2 separate regions of the Mus musculus genome follow, and region 2 is linked to region 1. Evidence: chromatin contacts called from public HiChIP or PLAC-seq data. All regions are on one chromosome and are shown on one strand. The core of a region is the stretch at or near the end of the contact, and the rest is flanking DNA. Distances in the headings are between cores, read along the strand shown.

Region 1 (4,229 bases), core at 1,301-3,800:
CCCAACTCCCAAGCCCCCAGTGCTGGGATTAAAGGCATGTGCCACAACTGATGGTTTTGTAAGACTCCTAGGAACCTTAGCTTACTGGGGACCTCCCCTCCCCGTGAGTGAACTGCGTGGAGCTGGGATCCATGCAAAACCCAAGAGGAATTTATTGTTCCAGTGCATTGGGGTTGTGCCAGACCCAGAGGAGAGGTGGCGACCCCCCAGCACCCGTTCAGCAAGTTTTTATATGGTTTCCAGGGGCAGAATAGAGAGAGCATCAGCAACTAGGCACAATATGATTGGCAGAACAGTGCACCCTTTAAACTGATTGGTCTTTAGGGAAAGAGGTGACAAGGCCTTCTCTTGTCTGAAGGTGGGCAACAGTCGTCATGTAGAATGTGACCCCACCCACAAGTAGTCCCAGGCCTGTGGTCAGACCAATGTTAATTAGGTTCTCCCTAATTAACATTAGGGTTAAGTGTTCTATGACCTTCCCAAAGTTCCTAAGCTGACCTTTTCAGTTTAGGTCTTTGGGGGTTTTTTTGTTTTTGTTTTTTGAGACAGAGTTTCTCTGGCTGTTCTGGAACTCATTTTGTAGACCAGGCTGGTTTCGAACTCAGAAATTTGCCTGCCTCTGCCTCCCGAGTGCTGGGATTAAAGGTGTGGGCCACCACGCCCGGTTTAGGTCTTTGTTTTTAAAAATCTGTGTGTAGGTCAAGTGTGGTGACACATTTTTAATCCCATTTCTTGGGAGGCAGAAGGAGGGGAAGCAGATCTTTGTGAGTTTGAGGCCAGTCTGGTAGCCTGGTCTTCATAGTGAGTTCCAGGACAGCTAGACATACATAGTCTCTGTCTCAAAAAAAAAAAAAAAAAAAAAAAAGCCGGGCGTGGTGGCGCACGCCTTTGATCCCAGCACTCGGGAGGCAGAGGCAGGTGGATTTCTGAGTTCGAGGCCAGCCTGGTCTACAAAGTGAGTTTCAGGACAGCCAGAGCTACATAGAGAAACCCTGTCTAATCCCTCTTGGCTTGGGGATGTAGCTTAGTGGGTAGATGGTAGAGCACTTGCCAAGCTAGTATGAAACCCCAGGTTCAATCTCTAGCAGCACAAAATTCTACATGGTGATTTAAGTCCTATATCCAACAGGAGAAACAGTTCAAGGTCACCCTCTGCTATATAGGCACTGCAAAGGTGGTAAGTAAGGCCTCAGATTGCATTCTCACTTAGGTAGGTATGATGGTGTGCTGCTGTTAACTAAAGCAGGGAGATCACAAGCCAGCCTGGGGCACCCAGGAAGACCCTGTCCCAATGAAAGAGCAAAATATCCCCTTTCAGTCTCTGTCTTGTGTTGTCATCTTCCCAGTAAACAACACACAGACACACACAGACATACACACAAACCCAGACACACCCTGCCATTCTTTTCCCTATCCACCCACTCAACCCAAACCTTTGATAATTTGTCTGGTCTTAAACCTGCACATCTTCACTTCCTGGAAATGCCCTCAGTCCAGGGCAGCCTGGGACTGGATGTCCTCTCGTGATGCCCCAGTCCCCCTTCATCCTTTCCACAGTATGCGTCACTGTTGTGCTGCTCTGGGTTGGCATTGTGCCTCAGAGAATCCTCAAAGGATGAGACCCAACCATCCCTCACTCCAAGCCGGTGCCCCAGGGGAATGATGTCTTGATGAATTACAACAGCCTTAATGTGCCTTGGGCAACAGCAGATGCTGTGGACTGCTTCCGAAATACCTCCCACAATCTGAGTTTGGACATGAGCTCTCCCAGTGTTGGTGCTGTCTTGGGAAGTTGTCTTGGGGTGTTGCTGTCTTGGGAAGTTGCCAGTGCTCAGTATGAAGGACCATGAAGGGGACGCCCGCTCTGGCTTCTTGCCTAAGCTCTCCGCTTTCCTGATTAGCCTATAGGTTAGAGGCTCCCATGGATCTCTCTCCCTTAAGTTGCTTCAGTCAAGCACTTTGAATAACAAAAGAAATGACTGAAAAAGAAGCTGCAGCACCAGACCCAAGAATGCCTCCCTGCTGACAGCCAGGCCTGAGGGTTCTCGGCCCAGCAACAGCGATGTGCATTTCTCTCAAAGCCAAGAAAGAAGATCTGGGATCTCAGGTTGTCTTTCCCCCTACATTCATCCCTTCCAGAGTCCTCAAAATAAACACGAGAGAACTGTTCCAAGGACTATAACGGCTTCATGCATATATTTATTGACTCAGGATTAAGTACCCCCAGATTTGGGAAGGGTTCCCCTCCCTGGCATATACTACAGAGACCACCACTGCCACAGTGAGTACTTTTGTGCCTGAATAAATGTTCACAAATGTCCAAAGAAAGGCATCCGAGAAAAGCAGCCAAGGACTCGGGAGGTCGACAACTCTTCTGACCCCGTGCTCGGCTCCTTCAGGCCGGGCCTTTTTATTCTAATCAAGAGACTGCGGGGACGACGATTAGCTCATTGAAGGCAAGAACAAAGTCCTGGCTCCCATTCCCGCTGCAGCCCAGAACTGGGCACAGTGGGAACTAAGGAAGTCCTGTATAGACTGCATTGGGTGCACCAGGCACCCCTCGAGAGGGAGGAGGAGGGAGGGGAGGATGGAGCATCGACTGCAGCAGTCTCTGGGCTACTGGAAGTTCTAATAAAAAGCCTGCCAGATCTTTAAGGAGCGCTCCAGCGCCAGCAGGCTCTGATTGCTCATTGTGTTTAGTTATAATTAGCAGCCCATTCTGCGATGGCAGAGCAGGCAGTGAGCAGGAGCAGGGAAAGGCTGCCGCCCTCACAGCCACCAGGCCCCATCCCTGGGCTGCAAAACCCAGGCTCCTCCACTTCTAGCCTTGCCTACCCCGCATCCTCAAGGCTGGCTAACTTTGACCACTGATTCTGAGCCAACCCCAAACCCCATTCATATGCCCAAGGGGAGCTGTCTGCTGATTAAGGAAGAGCTTGGGACACTGGGAAGTAGGGCACACCTTTAATCCCAGCACTGGGAACACAGAGGCAGGAGGATCTCTGAGTTCAAGGTCAACCTGGTCAACAGAGTTAGTTCCATACAGTACACAGAGGAATCCTGTCTCAAATAGGAGGTGGGGGAAGAAGAAGAAAGGGAGGAAGAGGAAGAAGAAAGGGAGGAAGAGGAAGAAGAAGAAAGGAAGAGGAAGGGCTTGGGCTGAAAATGAACAACCCAGGTCATCAGTCTTGATGGCAAGTACCTTTATTTATTGAGCCATCTAGTGGGCCCCATGCCTTCCTTCTATCTCAGTTTCTATGTGACTGTGTGTGACTTGTCCCAGCAGAATGGTCTTAACTATTTTAAACTGTGACCTTTGAAATAAAGCTTATGTTACATAGTGATAGAGAACTCACATATGTATACGCCAATAGGAAACAAGTTTCATGAAATACTTATTCAGACCCTGCCTGGCATGGCAGTGGCACACACTTTGATCCCAGCATGTGGGAGGCAGAAATAGGAGGATCTCTGTGAGTTAGAGGCCAGCCTGGTCTACACATTGAGTTCCAAGATAGCAAGGGCTCAGAGCTCTGTAGAGAGAATCAATCTCTCCCTCTCTCTCTCTTTCTCTTTCAAGAAGAAGAAGGAAAATCCTTATCCAAATCAAGTGTACTGCATATTCCAGCTTGTGTGTACAGTACATAATAATCTATATGTGGTATATTATTACCCTGAGTTTTACTTCATAGAGAATAGCCTTGAAGTTCTGCCCAAAGTTCAGTACATACATCTGAATTTATGACCCAGCATTGGGTTGAGACCAGTGGACAAGAAGAGGCCAGTTATCTCTTACATTATAAATTAAAACTGTTCAAGCCCAGCAGTGGTGGCCTACACCTTTAATCCCAGCACTTGGGAGGCAGAGGTTGGTAGGATTCTTAACTTTGCCAGCCTTGATCTACAGAACAAGTTCCAGGACAGCCAGGAATACACAGAGAAATGCTGTCTTAAAAAAACAAACAAAAAAAAAAACCAAAAACACCCCCCCCCACACACACAAAAAAAAAAAAAGCTGGGTGTGGTGGCGTACTCCTTTAATCCCAGCACCCGGGACGCAGAGGCAGGTAGAGTTCAAGGCCAGCCTGGTCTACAGAGTGAGTTCCAGGACAGCCAGGGCTACACAGAGAAACCCTGTCTTGGAAAACAAAACAAAACTTAACAGACTGTTCTCTTCGGGAGGTACTTTGACTGCTACAGAGAGAAAGAATTCTAAAGAGCTGGAAGCT
Region 2 (4,095 bases), core at 676-3,175, 810 kb after region 1:
TCACAGGGTGTGAGGTGAGGGGAATGAGCATGCTCACACACAGCCGCTCAGGGCGGGCTGCCTGCCTGCCTGCCTGCCTGCGCTTCTGCCCCAGGCTCTCTGGATTTTACAGCAGCTGAGCTCAGCTAAGTCATCTAGACACCTTTACAGTGAGGAGCAGGGAGGCTCTGGCGCTCACTCCTCCAACTGATGTTTTCTAGCATTCAGGGAAGACCGAGCCCCAACCCACACAGAGCAGCCTGGAGGACCCAGAAAGCAGGGAAGTGAGGGAAGATGGTCTTCCTGCAGCTTCCCAGCTTGGTCCATCTAATGGAATTCGCTGGCATCCTTTAACCCTGTCACTGAGGGAACTTTGAGCTCCCACAGAATCCAGGGTACAGGGAGGTCACTGCCCTTACCTTTGGCACCTCGATCTCCCAGATGATAAGGTCAACCTTCTTAGGGTTGGAGCCTGCCTGGACACTCTGGGGGCTATCGGGCTTGGTAAGCCCGCAACAGCTATCCACTGAATCCATACTGTTCCCGTCAGAACCTGCAGGGGAGGAAGTGACATATATACACACACACACACAGACACCAGCTCAGCCGTAACTATCAAAGCTTCCCAAATTTACAATTCTGGGGGGTCCTGCACACATATACCCCTCTGCAAGCTTGGCAGACACCACAGACTAGAAGGCTCAGGCAACCCAATGAAAGGAGGCTTAGCGTACTAAGGCACCTAATTTTAGCCCGTCACTAAACAGTCCTGCTTGCTTATCTGGCAGCCGTGCCTAGCCACAGCTGCTAGGACAGACACACACGTGGTAAGCTAGGAAGAGGTACACTCTATACCCAGGGAGGGGCTTATACAGGGTATATCGGGGAAGGGAGCCAACAAGATGACTCACAGATCTACATAGTTCCAGAAGCAAGCCTTGACCTTCTTGTCACAATCACCTTAATCCCTTTCCAAATGTCCCAGCCCCTCAGACCAAGGATCTCTAGTCTCCAAGGACAAGGCTTCGGGGAGAGGGTGTCCTGGGTATGTTGGGCAATCACAGTAAGATAGCCTTCTGAGGGTCCCATTTCTCCGGCCTGCTGAGGGCCTGCTAATCTCTGCCAGGTAAAAACAAAGGCAGGTGGGCCTCCTTCCTTCCCCTTTTGGGACAGGCTTGTGAAGCTCTGAATATGGGATGATTCAAAAGGCCCTTGGTGAGAGAAACCAACGCTTACTCCAAGAGAACAGTGGAGAATGTGACTCTGGAACCAACTTAGGCCACTCAACTCTTCCATAGGACATGACAAAAGGAAGAGGAGAAGGAGGAAGAAGAAGAGGAAGAGGAAGAGGAGATCAAATAAACACCAGGGACATCCAGGGCAAGTTAGGAGATACGGCCCTGGCTGAAATACCAAACTCAATGGGGCCTGAAACACATCACTCCTGTAAGCCTATTTCCCACCTGGTTTCCCCAAACTCAGGACATGATTCTTTTCCAAGCAATCCATACACTGTCTGGATATAAAAGACTATGCCTGCCGGGCGGTGGTGGTGCACCCCTTTAATCCCAGCACTCAGGAGGCAGAGGCAGGTGGATCTCTGAGTTCGAGGCCAGCCTGGTCTACAAAGTGAGTTCCAGGACAGCCAGGACGACACAGAGAAACCCTGTCTCGGAAAAAAAAAAAAAAAAAAAAAGACTATGCCACTCTCCACCCCTAGACAAGGAAGAGACCTCCAAGGTGATCTCCCTCAAGTGACCTCCCTCAGCACGAGACTTCCGGCAGAGGACATCACCCACCCACACGAGAAAGCAGCACCTTGGGCGGCCATCTTGAAGTAAAATAGGCTGGTGGGGGATTTTACCACAAAGCCCCTAACCTCTGTCCAAGAGAACTAGACTAGCCAATACCTGCGTGTCAGTGGCTCCCAGGAGTAACTCAGAGCCACGCCAGGCCTTGTTCCCAGCCCAGCCCCTTACCTCCGGCCTCTAGGGAAGCACACAAGCAGGGTTAAGGCTAACCTGAAAACACCAGTGTGGCTTGGCACCCGCTGAACACGCCCCAGTCACTACCCCCAGGCTATGACTGATGGGCTACCCTGCCTCCCCACCCATTGATTAAGGTCTCTTCTCTAGAGCTATGCTCAGAAGCCTCAGGCATCCACACAGCTACAAACCTGAGGGGCTCATTCATTACAATAATGGGCACCGGACAAATAGAAAACTCTTTATTCTTTATTCTTAAAATATTTTTAAAAGCCTTCCTTTTTGCCCATTTTAAGATGCAGATCTATCTTTCTTTTATTTTTTAATTTAACTTTATTTTTTTTATTTTTTTATTTTTTTGGTTTTTTGAGACAGGGTTTCTCTGTATAGCCCTGGCTGTCCTGGAACTCACTTTGTAGACCAGGCTGGCCTTGAACTCAGAAATCCGCCTGCCTCTGCCTCCCGAGTGCTGGGATTAAAGGCGTGCGCCACCACGCCCGATCATTCTTTTTTTTAATCTTAGCCTTTTAGCACTATAGCATAAGATGTATAATACATTATCTGGCCTCCACAGTTACAATGGGCAGAAAGAAGGTACTTCCTTTTAGAGGTATGTTAAGTCACCATGGTCTCAAGTCTCAAGCAACAGCATCTTGGGTGTAAAAATCCCGAAGTGTGGTACCCCCACCCCAGATTCTAATGACAATAGTAAAACACCCGAGACAAATGCCCAAGCTTCCTGGACGAAACCGGTTGGGAACACTCCGGGCCAAACAAGCCATGACCTGCTTGGAGGTCACTAGGAGAGAACACACCCCGGGGAGCTGCAAAGCAGGGTCAGGAGCTGCTGCTGACCTGTAAGTTAGCGGTCTGAACTGTCTACGCTGGCTGGGGTCAGCACTCGAAAAACCCAGTGCACCCTCCGTTACCAAAGTGCCCTCTTTCCTGGGGTGGAGCTGCAACTGCACAGAGAAAGGACGGCTGAGGCTCTGCAAAGGAGGCGATCACAGCAACAACCGCAGACAGCTCGAGCCTCCCACCAGCGCTCGAAGCTGCGGCTGTCCTGGGTGAACTTACCCTTCGAGGGCTTCTGAGGAGAGCAGGTGGAGACACGGAACAAGCACATAAGTAAAGGAAGTCGGCCATTAAGAGATGCTCACCCATTCCTGGCACTTGGGAGGGACCACTAAGGAGGCCCCAAAGGCCCCTCCAAGGGCATGTGTCCAAAGGAGAAGAGGCACTAAGGCTGACTGGTGGACCCAACAGACGTGGTCCCTTCTAAAGGTCTGGGGAGGTTCCCTGGCTAGTGAACCCACGGACAACTCTCATAGCCATTAGGGTCTCATGTGATCACCTGACTTCTCGGGTATCCATCTGTACAGGTGGCTGGATAACACAGGGATGGGCAGCATTGTTTTGTTGCACAAGTGGCAGAAGGTAAGGGTGGCCAGTAGCTTGTTGCCTTCTAGCAAATAATGGGACCCCTCCCAGATTCATCAAGAAAGCACCCCAAGACCTTCCTACCTCCTGAGTGATCTGCTTCTGTATCCATGGTCCATCCATCCTCGGTCCCTAAGTCTGACAGCTCCTCCTTCAGCACCCCGTTGCTGAAGGGCTGAGTACTGACTGGCAGTGGTGGGGTCATAGCTTTGTCTCCGGAGCTTGAGATGGTCTCTGTGCAAGAGTCTTCAAGCCCCGAAGTACTGACAGGATCTGAGCACTGCCCCAAGGAGCTAACTGAAAGGACACTCTGGCTGTTGTTGGCCATACAGGCGACAAAGTTGTCATCACCTCTCGGGTTACTTGCCCCCTCCAGAGACTGCCTCTGGGGGGTGACTGGCGGTGGGCAGGGAGCCAGGGAGATGTGATGTGCAGAGTTCTTTGGCTTCTGGTCCTTGGTGGGGCCTGACAGAGGGCTGCTGAGACAGCTTACATAGGTCTTTGGTGGCAGAGCTTCTGCTGAAGGGCTGGCAGTGGCACCTGTTCTGGTGGAAGCAGGATCTGAGGTGTCTTGTCCCAAGCTAGTTTCCTGGCTGGCTGGAACACAGCTCTCCTCCTTCCCCTTAGGCTGAGTGGCCGAGGTTGGGTGCACTTGTGCCACAGTCTTGCCCACTGTGGTGGCCCGAAACTC

The links. HiChIP or PLAC-seq counts read pairs in DNA pulled down with a chosen protein or histone mark.
Region 2: a contact with region 1 is called in an H3K27ac HiChIP or PLAC-seq map of embryonic stem cells, with 4 times the contacts expected there. The contact joins two enhancer-like sites. A contact is called at or near these places in 1 of 484 Hi-C or Micro-C datasets (embryonic stem cells), 2 of 115 datasets of contacts at active chromatin or transcription factors (embryonic basal ganglia and embryonic stem cells) and 1 of 9 other capture datasets (liver).

Annotation. Positions count from the first base shown.
Region 1 is chr11:88,025,896-88,030,124 of GRCm38.p6, forward strand. No RefSeq gene overlaps it. Among named protein-coding and RNA genes, the nearest start is that of Srsf1, 19 kb to the right of the region's middle. Within about 2 kb of position 2,551, at least 60 of the 459 cell types and tissues checked have an H3K27ac peak or open chromatin away from gene starts, as enhancers often do. A contact at or near this core is called in embryonic stem cells, where this site is marked.
Region 2 is chr11:88,840,771-88,844,865 of GRCm38.p6, forward strand. It overlaps Akap1 (A kinase (PRKA) anchor protein 1), which reads right to left. Exons shown (of 11, transcript NM_001042541.1): 2 at 3,489-4,095; 3 at 399-532. Among named protein-coding and RNA genes, the nearest start is that of 4930556N13Rik, 8.8 kb to the right of the region's middle. Within about 2 kb of position 1,926, at least 41 of the 459 cell types and tissues checked have an H3K27ac peak or open chromatin away from gene starts, as enhancers often do. A contact at or near this core is called in embryonic stem cells, where this site is marked.